2 separate regions of the Rattus norvegicus genome follow, and region 2 is linked to region 1. The links are chromatin contacts, called in public Hi-C maps. All regions are on one chromosome and are shown on one strand. The core of a region is the stretch at or near the end of the contact, and the rest is flanking DNA. Distances in the headings are between cores, read along the strand shown. Region 1 overlaps Pvt1 (Pvt1 oncogene). Region 2 overlaps Pvt1 (Pvt1 oncogene).

The links. A called contact is a pair of places that touch in the nucleus more often than the background predicts.
Region 2: a Hi-C map of liver shows a contact between it and region 1, with 2.7 times the contacts expected there. The contact joins two enhancer-like sites. A contact is called at or near these places in 2 of 12 Hi-C or Micro-C datasets (liver and mammary epithelial cells).

Annotation. Positions count from the first base shown.
Region 1 is chr7:95,588,815-95,596,317 of GRCr8, forward strand. The region is part of intron 1 of Pvt1 (Pvt1 oncogene); the gene reads left to right. Among named protein-coding and RNA genes, the nearest start is that of Pvt1, 47 kb to the left of the region's middle. Within about 2 kb of position 4,402, at least 66 of the 93 cell types and tissues checked have an H3K27ac peak or open chromatin away from gene starts, as enhancers often do. A contact at or near this core is called in liver, where this site is marked.
Region 2 is chr7:95,726,437-95,733,939 of GRCr8, forward strand. The region is part of intron 3 of Pvt1 (Pvt1 oncogene); the gene reads left to right. Among named protein-coding and RNA genes, the nearest start is that of Pvt1, 180 kb to the left of the region's middle. Within about 2 kb of position 4,970, at least 5 of the 93 cell types and tissues checked have an H3K27ac peak or open chromatin away from gene starts, as enhancers often do. A contact at or near this core is called in liver, where this site is marked.

The DNA of each region.
Region 1 (7,503 bases), core at 3,152-5,651:
TGGGAACTATAATTGTTGAGGATGAAGTGGAGGTTGCAGGCAGCTGCCTTCAGAACAAGTTGTTCCCAGGAGGTTGACAGACTGGTTTGTAATCAGATAAAGGCTGAATCCTTCAGAAACTTCTGGTTCCCGGCAGCTGCCATTATACCCCAGGCTCTGCCACAAAGGTGAAAGGGGCTGGGAAGAAGGAACAGGGACTTAGGAAGAAGGAGAAGAAGCCTGGACATGAGTCGGAGCCAATCCCTGTGAGGAGGACTGCAGCTTAGAAACAGGCTCAGACAGAACTAGAGTCCATCTGACTTTGCCACTGTCCAAGCTAGGGTCAGGCTTATAAAAATAGGTAATGCTGTTGGCATGAGAAAGAAACCCTTGCTGTCTTATGGCTTTCCTAATACACTATCAGAAACCTGAGCTCTAGGCTGGTATGTCTTTGGGCTTTTGGTTATGATGCCACTCACCCTGGTTCACAGAAAAGACGTCCCTGGTCCTAGAAAAGGTGACTAATGATGAGAACAGCTGAGCACCAAATGGTAGCTCATAACCATCTGACATCTTCCGGCTCCATAGGCACCATGCAAAACACCCATACTAAATAAGTAAGTCAATATATAAACAAATAAACTGATCGATAGTCTATAAGTTACAGAGCTCTGTGGTTTGATATGAATACACAGCAATTGCATGGATCTGAGAATCAGCTTTGCAGAGATTTTCTAGTTTTTGGTTGTTATGATGGAATTGCTATTCGTTGCCTATTTCGAGCCCATGGTCTCCAGGGAACCTCTTGCCTTAGCCTTTTCAGTAGCGGAGGACTCTGGATTTCTCTTTGCAGATAGTAAGAACTCGATGCGTTCGCAAGCTTTATTTTTGTATTTTGATTTATGTACATGTGCACAAGCGTGCAGTGCCTGGGGAACCCAGAAGTCAGCATTAAATCTACTGGAGCTGCGATTGAAGGCAGGTGTGAGCATCCTATGTGGCTGCTGGGCACTGAATTCTGATCTTTGATCATCGAGCTATCTCTCCAGCCCCTGAGAATGAAAGACGACTAGATTTCTGTGAAGCACATGCCTGTTTTCAGAGCACAAAATTAATGTATGTATGGTAGTACACAAAACAAGATGGCTATGCGTACTTTTTCCTTTGACTCACTTAAAATTGTATTTACTTGCGATTTGTTTGTTTGTTGTATTTATGTGTGAGAATGCGTGCTAGGATACATGTGTGGACATCAGAGTACAACTTTGGGGAATGGCTGTGTGGGTTCTGGGGCCTTCAGGCTCTGTGGCAGATGCCTTTGCACACTGAGTTGTTACTTGTATACCGAACTGCTATGGTGCTAGCCATTGCCACAGAGACTTTTATGTAACTCAAGATATACAGGTAGCAAAAAAGTATTCAAAGCAAAGGCTTATGATAAGCATGGAGAGATTAATTCTAAAGCAATTCATTCGTATGCTTATGATTTTATTATATATTAAAATTGAAAGCAAATTTTCTCGGGATGTGCTTATTTTTATATGAAGTATTGTAGCTATTTTTTTTTTTGCTGGCTATAGCAACTTTAGTGTTTTCTAGCTGTGGTCAATATTTTAATTTCATAATCAGTAATGCTGCTTCACAGAAATATGTAGTAGAAAATGGTAAAGTATTACAATAATATAATAATAATAATAATAATTATTATTATTATTATTATGGTTTTTTGAGATAGGCTTTCTTTGTGTAGTCATGACTGTTCTGGAACTTGCTCCATAGACCAGGCTGGTGTTAAATGGTGAGATCTCCCTGCCTCTGCCTCCCAAGGGCTGGGATTAAAGGCGGTACCACCACCAGCCACCTGGCTGGTAAAAGTACTTTTAAAGCCATTGCAGAGGTTTCTGGAATGTTTCTTCAAAGTATGTGTGTGTGAGGGAGGGGGATGATAAGGGGATAGTCTAGGAGGACTTGGGAGAGGGGAAAGAATGTGATCAAAATATAAAAAACGTTAAAAAATAATAAAAAAGTAAAACTTAAGACGGAAAACCAAATAGCAGTTTTCAAAACCATACGTTTTAACCTATGATGTGGAAGGTTATATGAATTTAATACTTATGATGATAGAAAAGACGTTGTCTATGTTTCCCATATTTACGCTATTGTTTTTCTAAAGGGATGGAAAGCTCCGTGCTGTAAAGCACTGCACTTCATAACACACAGTAGGTCCGGCTCTGCATTCGGCATGTTCACGGGTGCTGAATGGAGACGTGTGTAGTACAAAGTTCAATTGTGTTCACGCTACAGGGAAACCATATGACGCTCCATGGGTAGACCCTTCCAGAAATACCTCGGCTTCTTTCTGCTTTGGACTCAAACTAAGTGTTGGCTCTTGTGCATTCAAAACCCTTTTTCTTTTGACAAACATTTTCCTGACGTGGCCCTGCTCCCAAACCCCCATTTAGTTCGACAGTCCATCACTATTTGAGAAACTGGAACCTGAAGCTGGTCATTGGTTTCCTTCCCTGATTTGGAAGGTGTGGGGCGATAGGAAGTGAGCTGTAAAGGTTAGTACGTGCATGTGTGGATGTGGGCCCCACAGGTTTGAATCTCGCTGTGACTATCACTAACCTCTCTGGCCCTCTGTTTAGTCGCTCTCTAAAATAAGAAGTCACAGTGATGTCTGTCTCACAGGATTGAGGTTGTTCCGTGAGTTAAATTATATAGAACAATTGAATGGTATACTTTGCAGCATCTCAGCAAGATGGTAACCAGGATTAAGGGAAGTAAAGCCCTGAGTACCAAAACAAGGCTGAGAGAGTTGAGCTGAGGCCACTGGACATTCCTTATTATCAGGAAGACTCTCTGCTGTCACAACATAGGTGACTACCTACCGTTTCTCAACTTCTGGTCACATAGAAATGTGAGAAAGAATTCCTTTCTTCCTTCCTTTTTTAAAAAAGATTTATTTATTTATTATATACACTGTACCTGTCTTCAGACACACCAGAAGAGGGCATTGGATCCCATTACAGGTGGTTGTGAGCCACCATGTGGTTGCTGGGATTTGAACTCAGGACCTCTGGAAGAGCAGTCAGTGCTCTTATCCACTGAGCCATCTCTCCAGCCCATCTTTCTTTCTTTCTTTCTTTTTTTTTTTTCTGGAGCTGAGGACTGAACCCAGGGCCTTGCGCTTCCTAGGCAAGGGCTGTACCACAGAGCTAAATCCCCAACCCCGCTTCCTTCCTTCCTTCCTTCCTTCCTTCCTTCCTTCCTTCCTTCCTTCCTTCCTTCCTCCCTCCCTTCCTCCCTTCTTCCCTCCCTCCCCCCCTCCCCCCTCCTTCCCTCCCTTCTTTCCTTCCTTCTTCCCTCCCTCCCTTCCTTCCTTCCTTCCTTCCTTCTTCCCTTCCTCTCTCTCTCTCTCTTTCTCTTTCTTTCATCCTGGCTGTCCTAGAGTTTGCTATGTAGACCAGGCTAACCTCTAACTCAAAGATCCTCCTTGCCTCTGCCTCCCAAATACTGGGAGCAAGGATATGTACCACCATGCCCAGACTTAAATGAATGATCGGGATGCTCTTTCATAGTGATCCCTTGAGGGCCTTGGCCCTCCCTTCCTCTAATATAGAGGTCCAGCTTGCATGGCCAATGCTCTTGTGACTTTGCTGACCTAGATGTTACGGGGAAAGAAAGCAAATTTCTCAGGCTTCTCCTGGAAGCCTGTATGGAAGAGAAGCAGCAGGAGCTGCAGCGATCCCATAAAGAAGGGATAGAATAGAGGGATTCTGTTTGGAGTGGCCAGCTGACTGAAGAAAGGTCTCCACAATATATATATATATATATATCAATGTCATTTTGACTCAAGCTGGTTGTGACAGAAGCTTTCTGTAGGGGTGTTTTTGCTGGGGTAAGTGACCAAAGTTGAGTTTTAATAAATAAAGATGAATAAAGAGGGAGGGGAAGGTGGGAGGTTGGGGGTGGAGGCGGGGCAAGATACTCTCTGAGCCTGGACGTCATTCAGCATGATTTACACTGGGGGTTCCATTGTGCCCTTGGGCCCAGGCTCTATTTTGCCCCTTTGTTCCCTGTTCTATTCCTGGCTCCTCTCCCCCAGTTCTAGAAGCCAGCTTGCTGCAGCCCTAGCAGGGAAGCTTGCTGACTTCCTGGCCATCCCCACCCCTTCCCGGGTCCTGGATCCTGCTTCCTTTCTCCCCCCTCGACAGTGATCTCATCCCAGCCGGGAAATGGGACTCTTGTTGCCCCTGCCTATTTGCCCTGGCCGAATGACAGGGCTATCACGTGCCCTTGCTGGGATGCCAGGTGTCTGAATCGCAGGCAGAGGGCAAGGCAGGCAGAGGAGGGCATTCCTTTAGCCTGAGTTTTGTCGGTAGCTTGGCACAGGACCCCCTGCCTCTAGAAGTGACTCAAGAGGTTTTCTGCATGCCCTTCTAGTGGGCTGCTGAATCATGCTATGAGTCACACACACTACAGCTCTGTACTCAACAGTGAGCCCTTTGTGGAACCCAGATAGGCTTTCCTGATTCTTGGGGCATTTAAAGGCAATCCACACTGGCATTTGATGCTCTCTGCCCCCCTTAAGGACTCTTTTATCCTGATTCCTTTCCAGGCCTCTGCATGTGGGCTAGGGAATACGCACCTTCACGTCAGACTGCCAGCTACGATTCAGAATCCAAAAGTTCATTTCAAGTTAGCAGCTGGGTGACAGGCAGGGAGCCAGGGAGGTGATTAAGCAAGCTGGGGCAGGAGTGAAGTAGGGCAGATTCCTGGGCCCTGGGCGGGTCCCAGGAAGATCAGCCAACTTTCTTGTATCTGCTGTAGTTTGGGAGCATCCTGAAGCTCCCTTGAGAATTCAGTCTTTTTTTTTTTTTTTTTTTTTTGAGGGAACAGGTGCAATAATTTTTTTTTATATTAATTGCATTGTCCTTATGTCCTTATACCAATTTGGTGTTTGAAGAAGTGGGGTCTAGTAGGAGATGATACCAGTTCAGAGGCAGATCGAGAAGCAGAAGTCAGAACATCTAGAATTTGATGCGCAGACCTGCCTGACTCGGTTTAGCATCCCACCTCCAGCCCCCATGTCTGGTTGCGGGAGTCTCCCTCTTAAGGCACCTGTAGTACAGGAAACCAACTACCAAGGTGAAATACAAATGTCTTTAGAAGGCCTGGGCTCTCTGTGGGGCCAGCCTGCATGCTGAGTCCAATGCTTGCCTCTGGTAGAGGAGGGCATTCAACTGTTGTGGGCAGGGAGCTTGGCAGTGAGGACTTTTTAGGGTTTCTGTATCTTTCTGGTTCACACTGGACAGAGAGCCCTAGCTGACCCTGAGTGGAACGATGTTTGGTTGTATAGTTGTGCGAGCACAGGAGATGCTGCTAAGGTTTGGGCTCTGGAAATTTTCCTCTGCTTATGTGGCTTTGGTGGAGTCACCTCTGTGGGCTAGTGGTAGTTAGTTCTCAAGCCTGACCCATCCTTTGGGACTTAGTCTCTTTTATGGCTTCCTAGGTAAGACTGATGACCCATGTGTTAGTGCTGATGCCAGCCACTTGTGGAAGTGGTCCAGTCTTTAGCCACTGCTTCTGCACTGGGGCCAGATGGGCTAGACCTCAAAGATCTGTAGGGGCAAGTTGGTAAAGAGTCGTCCCTTGAATTCATCTGGAAGCTCATGACTAGAAAGATGACTAGGAGGGCATTGTTCCCTTCTATAGAAGGTGATGAGTGAGCTGGAAACAGCTTTGGGTATGGATGGGCTTTGAAGGCAAGCATTGTGACTCGTAGCACAAAGGTAGATGGTGATGGGGAATTTCTAATAGGGTGTTGCTGTAGAACGAGGTTGTTACAAACCTTCTGATCCTCCCTTCCCTGCCTCCCTGGTGCAGGTGTAGGCAATGTCACCAGATTTCTGGGTTTGATAGACGCCTTCGGAGCTTTCTTGTGTCCGTGTTGATTGGTTTTCTAGAGGCATCATCTATTACTGTGGCGTTCCAATACGAATGGCCACTTGAGTCGTTTTTTCACAAACTCGGATGTACCACAGTTGCTTCTGTGACCTGGACCTACCTTTTATTTATTTTCCCCCCACCGGAGCTGGGGACCGAACCTAGGGCCTTGCGGTTGCTAGGCAAGCGCTCTACCACTGAGCTAAATCCCCAACCCCTGGACCTACCCTTTTGATCCTTCCCTTTTCTCTACCTACCAGCGTTCATTTTTAGTGACATTTAAAAATATTTCCCATTATGTTTATTTTATTTCTCCCTGTGTGAATTTGTGTGGGAGTGAGTGCATGCATTCGTTTGCTTATGCCACAGTGCACATGTGTAGGTCAGAGGACAACTTTCAGGACTTGGTTCTCTCCTTCTGCCTGTGGATTCCAGGGACTAAACTTAGGCTATTTGCTGGCCTTATCAGTTGGAAAACAATCGTCTGTGCCACACAAAGGAATGTATGAACGATGCGAAAATGACTCTGCAAGGTAATTTCTTTTTGTAGAATGGACATACCTGAACTCAGATTGGGCCCGTGAACACACATGGACCAAATGGTCTTTGTCTTTTATTCCTAACACAGGTAGTAATTATTTCCCATCTTATTGGTGGAAACTCAGTTTGATATGATTGGCTAATCAGCCTGATGGGCATGGAGGAGGTTCGGGGAATATAGACCTCTGTTGATTGAAGAAAGAAACATTTCTCACAGCAGCAAACACTTTTATGCATCAGGCCATCTTGCCTCCCCTTTAATAGCATGTTTAACTGAGATAGAGAGGGTTCCACCTCCCCTCTTTTGTAGTAGATTGGCTCATGTTCAACTCATTCATATTGACCATTCAACTCCCCAATTTCACCATTATATCCTTAGAAGACACAAAACAACAATGACAGGTTTCTTTCCTCATTGAACAGGAGAAGAAAGACCAGGAACAGTACTGGAATTTTTAATGCAAAAGCCTGGACTTCTGTATATGCTTATATTCAGAGGCAGCCCCTGTATACTATGTTTAGCCATTGGCCCTTAGTCTACCATTTAAATAGATAAGAAACGGTGCAAAAATAGAGAGAGGACTTATATTCCTTAGTGTGGTCACACTGGAAATAGGAATAAATAAAGGGTTCTAGTTCCCCCTCCGCTCCAAGACTGTCTCCTGGGACACTGACATGAGCTTCAGGTTTGAATGGAGAAAGTTTTGGAGCAAGGAGCAAGAAGGCCACACCATGATTAAGCAATCCTGGTCAAAGGGTGGTATGCTTGATCATTGTCTCACTATAGTTCTCTTAGGTGGTCCAAGAAAGACCTTAGCCACTGTCATTGCCGGATGGGCTCAATCTGTGTCATAGGAAAGGCAGATTACTTCTGTTGTGTTAGAAGGCAGCTCATATGCTGGGCCAACAGAGTCCCACGAGAAGAGGTTTATTAGGGGGAAGCGAGGAAGAGAAGAGGGGGTGAGGGGTTGGGGTGTCTGCCTTTTTATTTGGGCCACCACCACACACAGGTGTGTGTGTGTGTGTGTGTGTGTG
Region 2 (7,503 bases), core at 3,720-6,219, 140 kb after region 1:
AGGAAGCTCCATGACCAACTGCTTTCCTGTAACCTCCTGTGGCTAGAACCTGGGGCTGCTGGATAGAGAGAAAGTCCTGGCAGCTCCTCTGTACAGGCCCCTCATATGCATAACATGAAGTTGTTCTAGGTCTATGCATGGTCCTGACTCTCTCTGTACCAAGGAGGGGCTGATACGGCTGCTGATTCATCCTGATCCTCCTTGCTCTGTGCTCTGCAGCTGGCTGCTTATCTTCCTGTTACTGGTCCCCTACTTCTGCTCTCCTTCATTCATTCATCCCTTTAAGCTCTCTAATATTGCAGTAAATATTAAAAATAGCCTGAATCTTTTATTCCGAGTTAGCGCTGGCACCCGTAGAGCCACATGGCACTGCGGGTACTTTTATTTCAGTGGCTCCACGCTGCCCCCAAGTACTCTCAGACCCAGGTGGTCTGCGAGCCGTTCTAGTGTGACACCTTGCCAAGCTGGTCCCTAGACTTAGTTTCGGCACCGGAGAGCTATATGGAACTAACCATAATTTATCTCTGGTTAGTATCTCTCCCGGCAGCTTTCTAGTAGCCTCAAACTATCTGGTTCCAGCTACCCAGTAAAATCAAGACTCAACAAACTGTAAACCAACAATCAGATTTATATGTTAAATTCTCAGTCCACAATACAATAAACTCACAACGAGTTAATAAGGATATAAACTGCCCACCTAGATAAGATAAATTGACCTATAGAAATCAATCCCTTAAGAAATAGACGTAACTCCCTAGGGTCATTTAAGACCACCAGGATCTGGGTCGTCCTTCTCTGTCTCCATCTTGATTCTCTCTCCTTTCCTTTCTCTCCCTCCTTACAAAAGCTTTGTCCCCACCTCACTTTTTACTGTCCAATCATGGGCCTTGGCCTAATTTGTGCCAGCCCTTACCTGCATATAGACATCTAGCTACATGTTCTGACCTTTCATTACAAGCTACTGTATGGTGCCCTTAAAACCACCAATGTGGTTCCCATCTCCAAGAAGAAGCTAAAAACTCCAGGCCAGGTTCTCGCTTTGTGCTTATTTGTTTTTTAAAGTTTATTTTTAACTATATGAAATGCTTTGCTTATATGTTTGTATGGGTACTGTGTGCATGCCTGATGCCCATGGAGGTAAGAAAAGAATGTTTGATCGCCTGGAACTGGAGTTAGACCTGATGGTGAGCCACTATGGAGGTGCCAGAACCCTAGTCCTCTGCAAGACAAACATGTGCTTTTACCTGCTGAAAAAGAGCCAGGTCTATGTGACTTGAATCTAGTTCTAATAGTCTCGTGCCATCCGTTTTGTTTCACTCCTGCTTCCGCTGTTGTGACTCTGCAACAGTGGTGGTGGCACTCTCCAGGTAGGAGTCAAGACATCCGGTCCAGTGCTTCACTCTTGGTAGTCGTTGGTGATGGGGTCTGCTGTTAGAGGAACACTTGGCCTCAGACAGGACTCCTAACTTTTACAACCTACCTTCCAATACATACATGATGTCCTTAGAGTCCTTACTGCACTTACTGCTCCTGCGGGTAAGTGAGCTTGCAGGGTCACATCTTGTGGTGGCATCAGGAGGGGAGGTATTTTGTCTAACTCTTGTGTCATGAAACACTAACTTGTTTTTATGCATGACAGACCTTCAGCTGACCTACCTGATCCTGATAGGGATGTCTGAGGGGAGGTAACCCAGAAGGGCCCTGTTGTTCAGGCTCCTAACTGGGCCCTGTGTTCTCCTATGACTGGTATAGAAGTCACGGAGGATGGAAAAAGACCCATTGAGGAAATTTCTCGAATGCATAGACACCTAAAGGAGTTCCTTCAATGCCTTGCAAACAGGTTGAATCTTAGACTGAGCCAGGAGCCTCTGTCGGTGAAGCGATTCATTCATGAAGCCTTGGATTTAATCCTAACACTAAGTAAACCCACATGACTATATCACATGACTATAAGCCCAGAACTCAGGAGGTGGAGGGAGAAGGATCAGAAATTTAAGATAGTCCTCTGCAACATAGTGAGTTCAAGTCAACCTTGGGTTACCAGAGGTACTGGTTAAAACCACACAAATGAGGGACTGGAGAGACGGCTCTGTGGTTAAGAGCACTGACTGCTTTTTCTACAAAACCTGAGTTCAATTCCCAGTAACCACAGGGTGACTCACAACCATGTGCAATGGGATCTGACACCCTCTTCTGGTGTGTCTGAAGACTGCAACAGTGTAAAAAGAAAAAGAGTAAAACCAAATAAATATTACCTCCCACCTCCACCGTCCTCCCCCACTCCCAAGAAAAAAAGAAAGAAAACAGAACAAGAAAGGTTTGTTCTCTGCTGACTTCCATCTACCAGGCCTTCTCACAGCTTTCTCAACAGCTATGGCCTCCTGTTTGCATTCAATCTCCACCTGTGGGCAGAGAATGCCCAATAGGGATAGCACCTTGGAACCCTCAGCTCTTGTTTTGTGACTCTTGTTTCCCCCTTTCTGTCCCGCCCTGGGCTTCTGCCAGCTTGGCCCACTGTGGCCTCCCTTTGTTTAGCATCTCAGTTTCAGGCAGACTTATCCAGCCTAGCCTCCCAGCCTGCTTCATTCACCCTTTAGAAGTCTTGACAGGCAGCCAACCAAGCTGGCCAATCAGGCAAGGTTGGATACCTGTACGAGGGCCCTGGTGGCTGCTTCCTGTCTTGGTGGCTTCCCACACCTGAATACCCTGAGGCCCAGTTACATTGGGATAGAACTGCCCAGATATTTACCTCAACTGACTTGAATATACCATCTGGAGCTGTTGACTGGGGCTATTCCCATAGCCCCGATCCTTTCTCGGGCCTTTACTTCTTCCATGAGTAAACCCTCTGCTCTTTCCCAGGCTATTCAGTGCACAGCCTGTCCCCACTTAGGATCTCTGGCAGCAGGAACATAATGACCTGACTGGTTCTGAGGAAAAGCAAGGTGTTACACAGAGAGTACAGGCTGGGGCTCCAGTCCCTGATATAGCACTTTGCTTTGCCAGGCTATCACTAGGACTTACCTACTTCATGCCTCAGTTTCCTCTTCTGCACATGGGTATCTACCCAGCACACTGACACTAGTGAAGGGCAAGGAAGTTCTATGGGCTCGCCTAGTATAAGTGTTCTACAAAGAACAGCTGTTGACAGTGTTGTTCTATGTGAGTTACCATCCTAGGTGTTGAGCGGCACAGCATCCTATAGGAATGGTCAAAGAGGATAGGAGGCAGTACAGAAGCTTCGCTGCACCCTCTAGCTCCCTTGTGGTGCTCCCCACTCAGAGATCCATCAGAGAAAAAGAGGTAGAACTTCCATTCTTACCGTTTGAAAAACACAACAAATACTCGTATTATAATTTAGGACATTCAGACAAGCAAGAAGAAAACTTTTAAAAAGCTATTTTGCTATTATATGTAGTCATGGGCACACAAATACATCCATGTACTACCTACAGTAGAAGAGCAGTGATGTGTGTGTGTGTGTGTGTGTGTGCAATCATTTGTGTATTCATTGCCACTTCACACGTGTATATCACTCATTTAATAGTCTTATTCCATGTGATGTGGATCTCATATATGAAGTGTTTCATACGTTGTTTATAAAATGTAAGAAATGAGCTCCTGTGTTTGTTAGAGCCAGGTTTGCCACTTGACCTTAGGTGATCGTTTTTTCTTGTCTACACACATTGTTATGGGGAAAATGTGGCAGCCAATAGTCCTTCTTTATCCGTGAGAGTGATGCAGAAGGTGCTGTGATCTACATCCGCAAGATTTTCAGGGTGATTAGAGGCATAGTTGACATCCAGAATTTCCCTGTGAAGGTCTTTGAGGCTCCCAGAGGGAGAACAAGTATCTGAGTTCTGTGAGGACAGGGGACTCCGTTCCCTCACTGGACACTTAATGTAAGTGGGTGTCTATGAACATGGGACACTGTATTAGTTACTTTTCTATAATTGTGATAAAATACCATGACCGAGGCAACTCATGGAGGAAAAAATGTATTTGAGCTTATGGTTCTAGTGTGTTAGAGTCCATCTGTGGAGGCAGAGCTGAGGCAGAGGCAGGATGTGAAGGCTCACATTTCGATCTTCAAACACAAAGAGAAGGGACAGGGGGACTAGAAATGATTCAGGTCCTTTTGCTTGCAAAGCTTACTAATGACACACTTCCTCCAAAAGGTCAAACCTCTTAAATCTCCCCAAACTGTACTAGGAGACCAAGCATTCAAATGCCTTGAGTCATGGGGAAACATTTCCTATTCAAACCATCACAGATGTTATGAGCCCTTTCCGGTCTTGTTTCTTGCACAGTTCCTCATGTAATGCAACATAGTCCCTCACGAGTGCATGCTCAGTGATGGTTATCTTAGAATCCTTTGGCCCCAACCTGCCATCGAGTAAGTATGGTTCTTGTGAACTTGGGACTGTGGAAGTAGACTGCACTCTCCCTTTCGGCCCTCTTGAACTCATTTGTCCCCGTCAGAGGTTAAATTTCCTTGACCCATCACATTGGCAGTGATCTGTCTGCCACTGTTGGTTTAGGAGCTGCTTGAATGTCAGCTCCTACCTGGTACACCTGGAATCGGCACACTTCAGTTGTTCCAAGGCAGAGCCTGTGGCTGGGATAGCACCTGGAACACTTCTGAAGCCTAACACCTCCTCCTTGTGACTCTTCCTGGATTCAGTGGCAGGTGGCTGGTGGTTGGTGGCTGGCAGCTGGCATCTGGTGACTGGTGGTTGGCAGAGTATACAGGGTTGGTATACCTGCCAGCTGGGTCTTTGATCACCATGGGGCTGTCCACCCAGCCCAGCACATTATAGAATACAAAAGCTTCAAAAAGCCGCACAAATAACTACCAAGGAACTGCAGGAAGCTTGTCTGCTGTTTCCTGGCTACAAGTGCGGAGTGTGGGAGGATCCTTGGCATGGGTGACTGGTAGCAGTTGTGGACACAGCATTGACCTTGAAATTCAGCAGAATCTTTGGCCTTTTGGAAGCGTCTGCTGCGCACACTGTACACTGGCTTAAGGGCAAGTTACTCCGAGTAAGTTGGTATAGTTCAAATACCTCTGAAGTGTGTTTCTTTAAGAACAGCAGCAGTAATGACACACAGCAGGTAATATTTATTGAGCACGTGTTCTGATCTGGAGCTCTAGAGTCCTAATACCTGGACTTACCTTTGACTTTCCCCAATCCTGGGTTCATCTGTATTCTGTAAAGACCAAACAGTGGTCATTTTTGTGTCATGGTAGCTATGAACTGTGAATAAAAAGGTCTCCAAACACTGCCATGTCTCCCTGACAAGAGAAGATCCTGTGGCTTAATCCACTGATATCCAACACATCCAACAGTAGAATGCTCTTCTACTGCATCCCATTCCTTCCTTTGTGGAGGACTTTTCCTGATATACATGGATCTGCCAATGTAAGGTTTTCACATGGATTGCTAGAATGACCAAGTTCAGGTCAGTACTAGGTTTTTTAAAAAATACTCTATTAGGGCACAGCTGTGGCTTTTGAAGAAAAGAAGGTTCTGTTGCTCACATACTATTTGAAAAATTGAAAAATGACCTGCAGATGCCAATGAGGAAGTCTTCCAGATGAAGACTTTGTCACTGGAGTAAACATACTCTGTTATCTGACAGTATGTCTGGACTTGGCTCAAAATGCCCGTGGAAGTTCCTTTGAGCACCAGGCTGCAGTAGGAGTCCCAAGCCCATGTCCTTACTCAAGCATGAGCCATCTTGATGCTTAACTAGTCTTAGTTTTTATTTGCCACCTGCCTGGACATTCTCTGGTTATGAGGATGCTGCAGTGGGCAACAATACGACCAGTACCCTAATGGGACCTAGACCAACCGAGGGGAGGCTGAGGAAAGCGAAGTGCAGTTTCTGTTGCGATTATTGGCTAAGAAGGAAGATAACATCTTAACAAATACAAGTGTGGAGGTCTCAGAAGTAAAATCTCCAGGGCAGTAACTAAATCACCCTTCTGTTAGCCATGGATACCTCACTTGCACCTGTTCTGTATAGGAAGGATAATAATAGATTTCTTTTCCTCAATATCTTCTCTAAGGCATTAGAACAGAGCCTGCTGATCCTGATGCTTTGTGTGCAGTGCCCTCTGAGGAGGAGCAAGGGAATAGGTGGGTGTAGAGAGCCCTGCTTGCTGGGAGTTTTGCTGGGGTACCCCAAGCTCCTCTTCATGGTTGTGGCAATCTTTCTTCCCTTTGGCCTCTGTCAAATGCATTCCCTCTCTCTGTCTTTGCTCTGTGCAATTCTTCCGACCATCAGAGTATGAAATCTTGGCTGCAGAGTTCATAGCAGTTCTAGGTCACCTGCTCCAGTTCTTTTTACCTCCTTTCCTGGCCTGACCTGATCATCTTTCTCTCCGATCTTCCCTTCACTGGCCTCTCAACTCCTTTTCCCCTTTTTGATCTAGTTCAGAGAATACTCTGCATTGCCACCTGCCTTAGACATTCGCCAAATCCAAACATATCACCTGTCTCCCTCACCTGTACCTACTCCATTGCAGTACTCTATTCCCTCCATTGTCCTCATGTTAGTGCCTGCCATCCACCTTTGGACCAGGACTATAAGATATCTTGTGAGCAGTCCCTATCTTCCAGATAGGTAGGTTTTCGGAAATGGCCTGTCTGGGCGAGTTAAGATAGACAGTTAGGGAGGGGACACATAGTCTAAAAGAACAAAAAGAAAGCCGCTCAGGGAGCAGAAGGGGGCAGGGTAAGAAGTTTGGTTCTTCTCTTATTGAGACAGTGTTAAACAGGCTATTGTGTAGCAGATGGACAGGAATCTGCCAGTGTGAAGCATCTGGGCCACTCAGCAGGATGTTGGAAACACCAGGCTGTTGTAGATATGGAGAGAAGATACTGAGTGGTAGGAGAAGGCACTGGGAGATGCCTTGGGGTTCAGAATGAATACCCAGTGTGCAGTCTGCTGGTGGTTGGGATACGAAGTGTCGGGGAGTGAAGGATTAATCTCATGCATTTAGAGACCTGAGTGGCTACCTAGAATCAGAAAGAAGAGTGTGATTGTTTTGTGTGTGTGTGTGTGTGTGTGTGTGTGTGTGTGTGTGTGTGTGTTTCAAGTATGGGGTGGGATTCTTATGTCTGGAACTCTAGTGAGAGGGCCCAAGGAAAATGAATATTTGTGCAGATGAAGAATCACTGTTTGCACCTTGTACAGGACGGTGAGTTCTATATCACCCTAGCTAGGGCAGGGTACCCAGACATTGATCAAATACCGGTCTAGTTGTCATGGAGAAAGTAGGCATTTTGTTTATGGACTGTTTTTTCTTTTCTTTCTTTTGTTTTTGAGACTCTCACACATGAGTACAATTCATTTTGATTTCATCTACTCCTCCCTTGTCCCCCACATATCCCACATTCAAAGTCATATCTTCTATTATTTCTAATGTTATTACTATGATTAGTGTTGTACATACACTCTGGTGTAGGGCCCACCACGGGAAGATAGGTGACTTAT